2 separate regions of the Pan troglodytes genome follow, and region 2 is linked to region 1. The links are chromatin contacts, called in public Hi-C maps. All regions are on one chromosome and are shown on one strand. Each heading gives the region's core, a stretch centred on a gene start, on an enhancer-like site or on the middle of the called end of the contact. The rest is flanking DNA. Distances are from core to core; before and after follow the strand shown.

Region 1 (3,683 bases), core at 671-3,170:
CTCTGGGTGGACTGTGCGGGGAGGCCCGAGTGGGCTCCCTCTGCTCTCAGGGCTCTAAGCCCTCTGGCCTCGTGTGCTGCAAGGTGCTGCAAGCCCACAGGGCTCTTTCCAGACTGTTCTGCCTTGGCTCTACCTGCTTCCTGAGGCTCCACGAGGTCATGTTACTTACTGTGAGGGTTGCCGGCGGCAGTCCTGTTCACCCCAGCCCCTGAGCCTTCTGTGGCCAGCCACCCGGCCTCCACCCTGAGCAAGGCCAGGCCCAGGACAAGGACAGCACCCTGTGGCCCTTTAGACTTCCTAGCCCTGTGGTAGTTAGGGGCCCTGCCTCGCGTGTCGCCCTCCCCTCCCCACCAGTTTTAATGTCTTTGGGTTTTTCTTTGACAGGTGAACCAGATCCAGAAGACTGTGATCGAGCCCTTAAAAAAGTGAGTAAATGTCACCTGGGGGCCTCCGGGCACTTATGGGAGAGGCAGGTCAGCGGCCACTTGGGGACTGAAGAGGATTTCTAGCTGCCTGTCCCCAGATTCCCATGGGGCCTGACGGGAAACTCAGTGGGGACGTCAGCTCTGTGACCTGTGGCCTAAGCGTCCATGCTCCTGAGGGCTCCAGAGTACCCACATGGCCCAGGCGAGCTCAGGGTACCCCTGCCACCACCCCCTTCCCACCCCACCCAGCAACCGCCGCTGTTCTGGTGGTCATTTGACCGCTTCCTCCTGATTGAGAGCCACTGGGGCCAGGGCTTGCTGAATGGAGCTAGCAGAGATCTTGGCCATCCCTCAGCGGACATGAGCAAGGCCTTTCATCTTGCCCCGCCGGATTGGGAGAGCAGCTGCCTGCAGCACTCGGCTTTGGAAACGTGGGGGTGGCCGCACACAGGGAGGGGCGTGGCAGCGGGGTCTGGCCCGGGAAGGTCCCCTAGCTTGTGACCTGTTGGGGTCAGGAATGCTTCTGTGAGACTCATCTTCTGTTGGGCAGGCCCTGGTCAGTGATCAGACAGGCCTATTCCCTCGGTCCCCAGGGCGGGGAACAGGCAGAGCCGTGCCTTAAAGCCCCGAATCACTTCATCTTCCCTGGCCTCTCTCGAGCAGGCTGTGACCTAGAAAGCTCCTGTTCGCCCAGCTGCACTTCCTTGCCTCTTCTGCGGTGGTCCCAGGCAGTGCCTTGCCAGGGCCGGGTAATGAGGCTCTGCCTAATTATCACTGGCCTGGCCCAGGGCCCACACGGCAATGAGAGGATCAGTTTTTGATCCTGCAGCCCCTGGTGTTTCGGATTGCTGAGCTGTTCGTTGACTGTGCAGGCCTGAAGTATGGGATTAGGAAAAGGCCCGCCTGACCCTAGCAAGCTCTTGTTTCTAAGCCAGGACCGTGGAGGCTCAGCGAAGGCAGGGAGGGAAGGGACTGTGCCTCCGGCTCTGGCCCTGGCCCCCCAGCCTCCCCAGAGTGGGCATCCACCACCCCCTGCCTGCTGGGGACAGTGCAGCCCCATGCCACAGGGTTGCATAGGGAGCTGGGGTGCAGAAAGAGCTCCGTGGCTGTGGGTTTTGGTCCTGGGCTTCGGGACAGACTGTTCAGGGCTGGTTGGGAAGGACACAGACTGAGCAGACCCTGCCCACAGACGGCTTTTCTGTGCCAGGGCCACAGGGGTCCCAGAGACGGACACAGAGGCTGCCACAGGCACCCATGGCTGGTAGAATGAGGCAGGGACTCAGAGAACTGGGGAACTGACTCCCACCTCAGTTTCAGTATCAGCAAGGCGCCCTTGAAATCTGATCCCTGACTTCTGAAGCCCAAATGGAGAGAAACCCCGGCCACTTCCCACCACCCTGGTGGCCCACCACCTGCCAGGAAGGTGGGGGCGTGGCAGAGGGGGCGCACATCTCCGCAGCGGATCCGCTGACCTCTGCATGAGCCCTCAGGCCTGCCTGGCTGGCTTCTCCCTGCATCCCCACAGCTGACATACGATCTCCCCCAACCACATAAAACCGCGCAGCCTACAGCCTCCTCCCATTGGCTTCCTCTTGCCAGAAGAGAAGCTCCCAGGGACCCCAGCACCGGAAACAGGAAACTCCAGCTTTCCTGTCCTCTGATGAAGATCACGGCCACATGGCCACCCCACCGCCCCCAGCCTCCCTGCAGGGGCTCGGCCTCTAATCCCCAGTCTCTGGGCCGCATTCACATGTCGGATGGGGATGCTTTCAATTTCCCTTTCCTGGTGGGTGGAAGCTCCCGGCTGCGTGGGCACAGACCAAGGCATGGCAGGCATTCCCCACCAGTGCTGGCTGCGCCCAGCCCACCTCCCAGCCGGCCTCGCTCACCTTCCCTCTCCTTCTCCTCTTCGCCCCTCCCATCCCCAGGGGAGTGAGTTTGATATTGAGCCTTAGGACAGACAGGAATTGGGCAGTGATCATGGGTAATGCTTTCATCACTGGCCTGGGCCCAGCCCAGCCCCCTTCTTTGAGGATAAATGTAAAACAGACTTCAGGAGCTTACAGTTTAGTGGAAAGCCACAGCGTGTTCTCAGGTCAGCGGCCAGGTGTGGCAGCTGCCAGCGTGGTGCAGGACCATGGAGCGGGGCATGCTCGGTTGGCTGTCTGACCTGCCCCCACCAGGCCTCGGAGGCTGTTTCCTCACATGTGGAAAGAGAGAGCCAAACTGACTTCTCATAATGGGACAGTCAGCACCTAGGAGTGGGAGAGGAGGTTTTGGTGGGCTGAGGTGGGCAGGGAGAGAGGAGGGGTGAAGTGCGCTGGAACAGCAGAGTGGAGCCTGGGTCCTGGCTTCACGCCTGGGGACAGGCTCCCCCAATGTGGTTGGGTAGAGTCAGCAGGGCCTCTATGGGGTCCCAGGGACATATCTGGGAGGGGCTGGCACAGGCGCCCAGCCTGTGCATGTCTCCACCTCCCCTGCCAGCAGCCTGAGCCCTGACCTGAGATCCCACACAGCACCATGGCACGTCCACTGTCCACCCCGGGGCTTTGGCAAAGTCTGTTCTGTTGCTAAGAAGTAGAAAACGGGGAGATGGGGCCTCAAAGGGTCAGTGACCAGGGCAGATGTGACAGAGTCCTGGTCCACTACTCTTCAGCCACCTTGGCACAAGCTGCGCCCTGCCCTGACTGATGTGAGTTCCCACTGAATGTAGAAAGGTGTGACACCTGTCCCTACCCCTAGGGAATCCCAATCCCAGGACCCAACCTCCCCCCACCGTGGTTGTAATTTATCAGCAATCACCTCCAGTGGCCTGAGCAGGCAGAGCCTCTTGGTGGCTAAGGGGTGCTGTCATGGGAAACGGAGGTTTTCATGGTGAAGACATGCTCTTCCCACAGGGGCAGGCGGCCTGCAGAGGCAGGCGGTCTTGGTTCCAGGGGGCTGGCAGGAGCCCATGCAGCCAGGTGGCCACCTGGAGACACCACCGCGCCATCCCCCGAGGAGCTCTGTAACCCGGCCTCCCTCACCCCCGCTCGGCACTCCGCTGTAGTCAGTGCTCCTGGTGGCTCTGACTCTGGCACAGGAAATAATAAGCCCCAGCCGACAGCTGTGGGAAGGGGGCTATGAGAGTGCCTCAGGGGATGTTGGGGGGTCAGGCTGCTGGAGCAACGAGCATACGGCTCCTCCCATCCTGCACCGTGGAAGGCACCTTGCGCACACACGGCTTCACGCTGTGATGCCCTCCTTCCTGAGGATGTG
Region 2 (3,683 bases), core at 631-3,130, 370 kb before region 1:
TGATGTTGTATCATTGCTGATGTATGGTGATACAGCCCACTCATTGCTGATATATGGTGATACAGCCCACTCAGTGAGCTTCTCAGCTTCCCCTCTCCCTCTGGCTCTCTCTTCTTCCCTGACTCCAGACTCTCCCTCACAATTGCCTCATCCCCACTCAATCAACCTCCATAAACTATGACCTCCTCACCACCCAGCCCTGGGCATCACAACCCCCAACTCACTCCTCTTCCATGACAATCGCAAAGTCACTGGCATGTGTTCCTTCCATCCCTGTCCCATGATCCCTGTGCCCCTCTCCAAAAACAGCCTCCTGCCCACCGCTCTCCCAGCTCTTTGTACTTGATGCAAGCCAAAACCCAAGGTGTGCTGAAATTAGCTACAAACCTCGTGCTCTCCCAGTCCCACCCCCACACCCCTACACACACTCTTTGCAGAGCTCAGAAAGGGCCCCTTTCCCTCCCACAGCTGATAGGAGGCTTGTTCATCTGTGGCTGCCCTAGTCTGGTTGTCAAGGAAACAACAGAATCTCCCTGGGAGCCTGGCTTGTCTCCTAGCAACCAGTATCCCACATCATCTTACAAAATGGGAAAGGGAGGAAAATCCTGAAAATGAAGGTAAAATCAAGGGAGATGGATTGAATGGAGAATTGGAAGGAGAAGAACAAAGAGAGAGTGGACTCCGAATTCGGGGAGGCTCCCACGGGGGTCGCTGGCATTGCAAGAAGCCCCGTGCAGATCCAACAGAAAGCAAGGCCCAAAGGGACCCTGAATGGTCAGATTAAAGAAATGCAAGCCTAAACACAGATAAGCCCCCTCAAACCTAAAATGTGGACACATCACCAAACACCGCCAAGGATCTCCCCAGTAGTTTCACAGAACTCAGTTACATAGACTGCAATGGAGTTGAGTTCAAAGAACCAGCTCCAGAACCGCCAGCAAAACACCCCAATTCCACTGTTGTTTTGTGTTTGTTTTCTTAACAGAATCACTCCCACCACTCTGGACTGTTTTTCCTTTTTTCTGACACGCTACTCTGCACACACACAAAATAGAAATTAAAAAAATTTTAAACATCGAGAAGGGGGAGGGGCACGACACGCCGAGGCAATCAAGTCATCTTCCTTTCCCTAAAAACACCGGAAAGGATTAGTCTCCAGCCCCACTGTACCCAGCAGCCGAAGCCAGAGCCCAGGGACTAGCGGGGCCCGGGGAACGTAGCGAGGGGCGCAGCAGGGCAGGGAGGGCGGCGCGGCGCGTCTGCAAGGGCTGCTGGCCACCCCGCCATAACCGCAAGCAGCCATCTACTTACACCACTACATGTGACGGGGTGGCTTCTAGCGTGAGGAACACATCTCTTCCTGCTGAGCACGCTCATTTTAGTGAAATGTCAGGGGTCCCTCCGCGCCTGCAAGTTGGGACGACGCCGGCGCCGCCGCGCTGCTGCTGGGCTCCAGCCTCCCGGCCAGCTCGCGGCCACTCAGAAACTCCGGCAGGGCAGCCCAGGCCGGACGTGGGCCCAGGAGCGGACGCGCGCGCTGCACTGCAGCCGCTGCCCCTTCCGGATCAGCATCGCCCCGCGCCCCAGGCGCCCAATGTCACGGCGGCGCGCGGAGCCGGGCTGCGGAGGCTGCGGGCGCCGCGCAGGGGCGCCGGGAGAGGGGCGAGGTCGCCGCCGCTACGCGCCCGGGCCCGCGGCGAAGGCGCTGCCGCGAAGACGCCTGGCGCTGCAGTCCCAGGTACCGCTCGCGACCTCCTTTTTTCATTCACAAAAAAAGGATAGGGGAAAAAAAAAAGAAAAGAAAAAAACGGGAGGGTAAAAAAAGGAGGAGAAAAAAATCGCACCCAAGACGACAGCCGTGACGGGCCCCGCCCACTGCCGCGCGCAGTTGGTGGAAAGCGTTCGGGGGGCGGGGAGGGGGCGGGCGGGGGAAGAAGGGGATTGGACGCCCCGCAGACCCCGCCTCGCAGCACCGCTCCCGCCCACCGCCCGCGCTCTTCCGCCCCTCCCGCAGCGACGCCGCGGGGAGGGTCTCGGCTCGCGGGTCTGGGTGGCGCCGGTCCCTCCACCTGGCGAGGCGCAAAGGCTCTCCGGACGCCCACGGGGTTTTCCCCTTTCCTTCGGGAGGCGGGGGAGAACCTCTGAGAGGCATCCTAGTGCACCCTGGAAGGGATGCTGGTTGGAGGAGAACGTGTGGTTGTAAGCCCAGCCCCCCACCAGTTGCCCACGGGGAGGCGACGGCAGGGGCAGTCGTGGGGGCGGGGGGCGGGGGGTGGGTAGGGACGAATAACCGGCGTTTCCATACAAGTCCTCTGCTGCCTTGGGAATTTTCGTGGCACTTGAGAGCCTTCCTCCCTCCATGGCCCTTAATGAGTTGTGGGGTGGGTACCTGTACCAGGTTACCTGTCTCCCACCTAGGCCTTCTTCAGCGGGTCCCCACCTCCATCCCACCCCCCTCCTGTTGCCTCCTGGAGTTCAGTAATAGCTGCTAATCTCTGAAAGAAACACCATGAAGTGAGTAGCCTCAAAAATCGTCCCTAAGCCTTCTTTGGGTTCTCTGCCTCAATTTACCCCTCTGTAAAATAGAGAGATTCTAAGGTATAACATCTATAACCTGAGGGGTCCCTAGAAGACACTTTCCATATTCAAGGCTGGTTTTATCAGGATAATCTTTTTTTTTTTTTTTTTTTTTTTTTGAGTCTCCCTCTGTTGCCCAGGCTGGAGTGCAGTGGTGCAATCTTGGTTCACTGCAACCTCCGCCTCTTGGGTTCAAGCAGTTCAGCCTCAGCCTCCCGAGTAGCTGGGACCACAAGTGCACGCCACTATCCCCAGCTAATTTATGTATTTTTAGTAGAGACGGGGTTTCACCACCTTGGCCAGGCTGGTCTTGAACTCCTGACCTCGAGTGATCTGCCTGCCTTGGCCTCCCAAAGTACTGGGATTACAGGCGTGAGCCACCATGCCCAGCCAGGATGATCTTGACTGCTAGTGTTAAGTAGTCAGCTCAGTCTGGTTTGATTCATCTCCTCAGTTACCTCTGGACAATTTTTAAAGCCCAGACCGGCATGCCACCCACCTGAACCGCCTCCACCACTCCTCCATCTTGTGCTCTGAAAATGCAAATCCACTCTAATATTAGTTTATGCAAAATATGATTAGGAAGAGAAATTTACTGCCAAAAGAAAGCCGGGTTAAAAATGAATTTTGTGTTGTCTGAAGCCTGCTTCTCATCTGTGAATGCATATACTTGGAAGCTGTCCCTCAAGGTGTTTGTGATCAACGTGCCTACCTACCTGGTCAATGTACAGGAAGTGCTCAGTTGTTGGAGGATGCTTCTCCCACCCCTTTCTCAATCTACTCAGAGCTAGCCAAGAGGTTAACAATGACTGACAGTGCTACTTACTTCTCATTTCTGGTTAGAAATCACCCTCCATAAACCAGAAAGTACTTATTTGAATACATATTTAGGAGAGAAAGTAAACCATGCTCACACATGTTCTTCCTCCACATGTTTGGCATTGAAGAGCCTTACCCTATCTTCTGTGTGCCAAAGAGCCCCTGCGCCAGAGAAAATCATAACATGAGCTCTCTGCATGATTCCCACGGCAGGCCAGGGTCTCTCCCACGGCCACCCTGTTCCCTCCACCCACCTCCAGAGACCAGCTGAGTGCCAGATGCCGGTT

Evidence for each region. A called contact is a pair of places that touch in the nucleus more often than the background predicts.
Region 2: a Hi-C map of induced pluripotent stem cells shows a contact between it and region 1, with 2.4 times the contacts expected there. The contact joins the promoter of RHOBTB2 here to the enhancer-like site in region 1. A contact is called at or near these places in 3 of 7 Hi-C or Micro-C datasets (induced pluripotent stem cells and stem cell-derived neural progenitor cells) and 1 of 1 datasets of contacts at active chromatin or transcription factors (stem cell-derived excitatory neurons).

The regions. Positions count from the first base shown.
Region 1 is chr7:30,955,683-30,959,365 of NHGRI_mPanTro3-v2.0_pri, reverse strand. It overlaps BIN3 (bridging integrator 3), which reads left to right. Exons shown (of 10, transcript XM_054657306.2): 7 at 385-425. Among named protein-coding and RNA genes, the nearest start is that of CCAR2, 24 kb to the right of the region's middle. Within about 2 kb of position 1,920, at least 3 of the 24 cell types and tissues checked have an H3K27ac peak or open chromatin away from gene starts, as enhancers often do. A contact at or near this core is called in induced pluripotent stem cells, where this site is marked.
Region 2 is chr7:31,327,277-31,330,959 of NHGRI_mPanTro3-v2.0_pri, reverse strand. It overlaps RHOBTB2 (Rho related BTB domain containing 2), which reads right to left and starts at 1,880. Exons shown (of 10, transcript XM_519653.8): 1 at 1,312-1,880.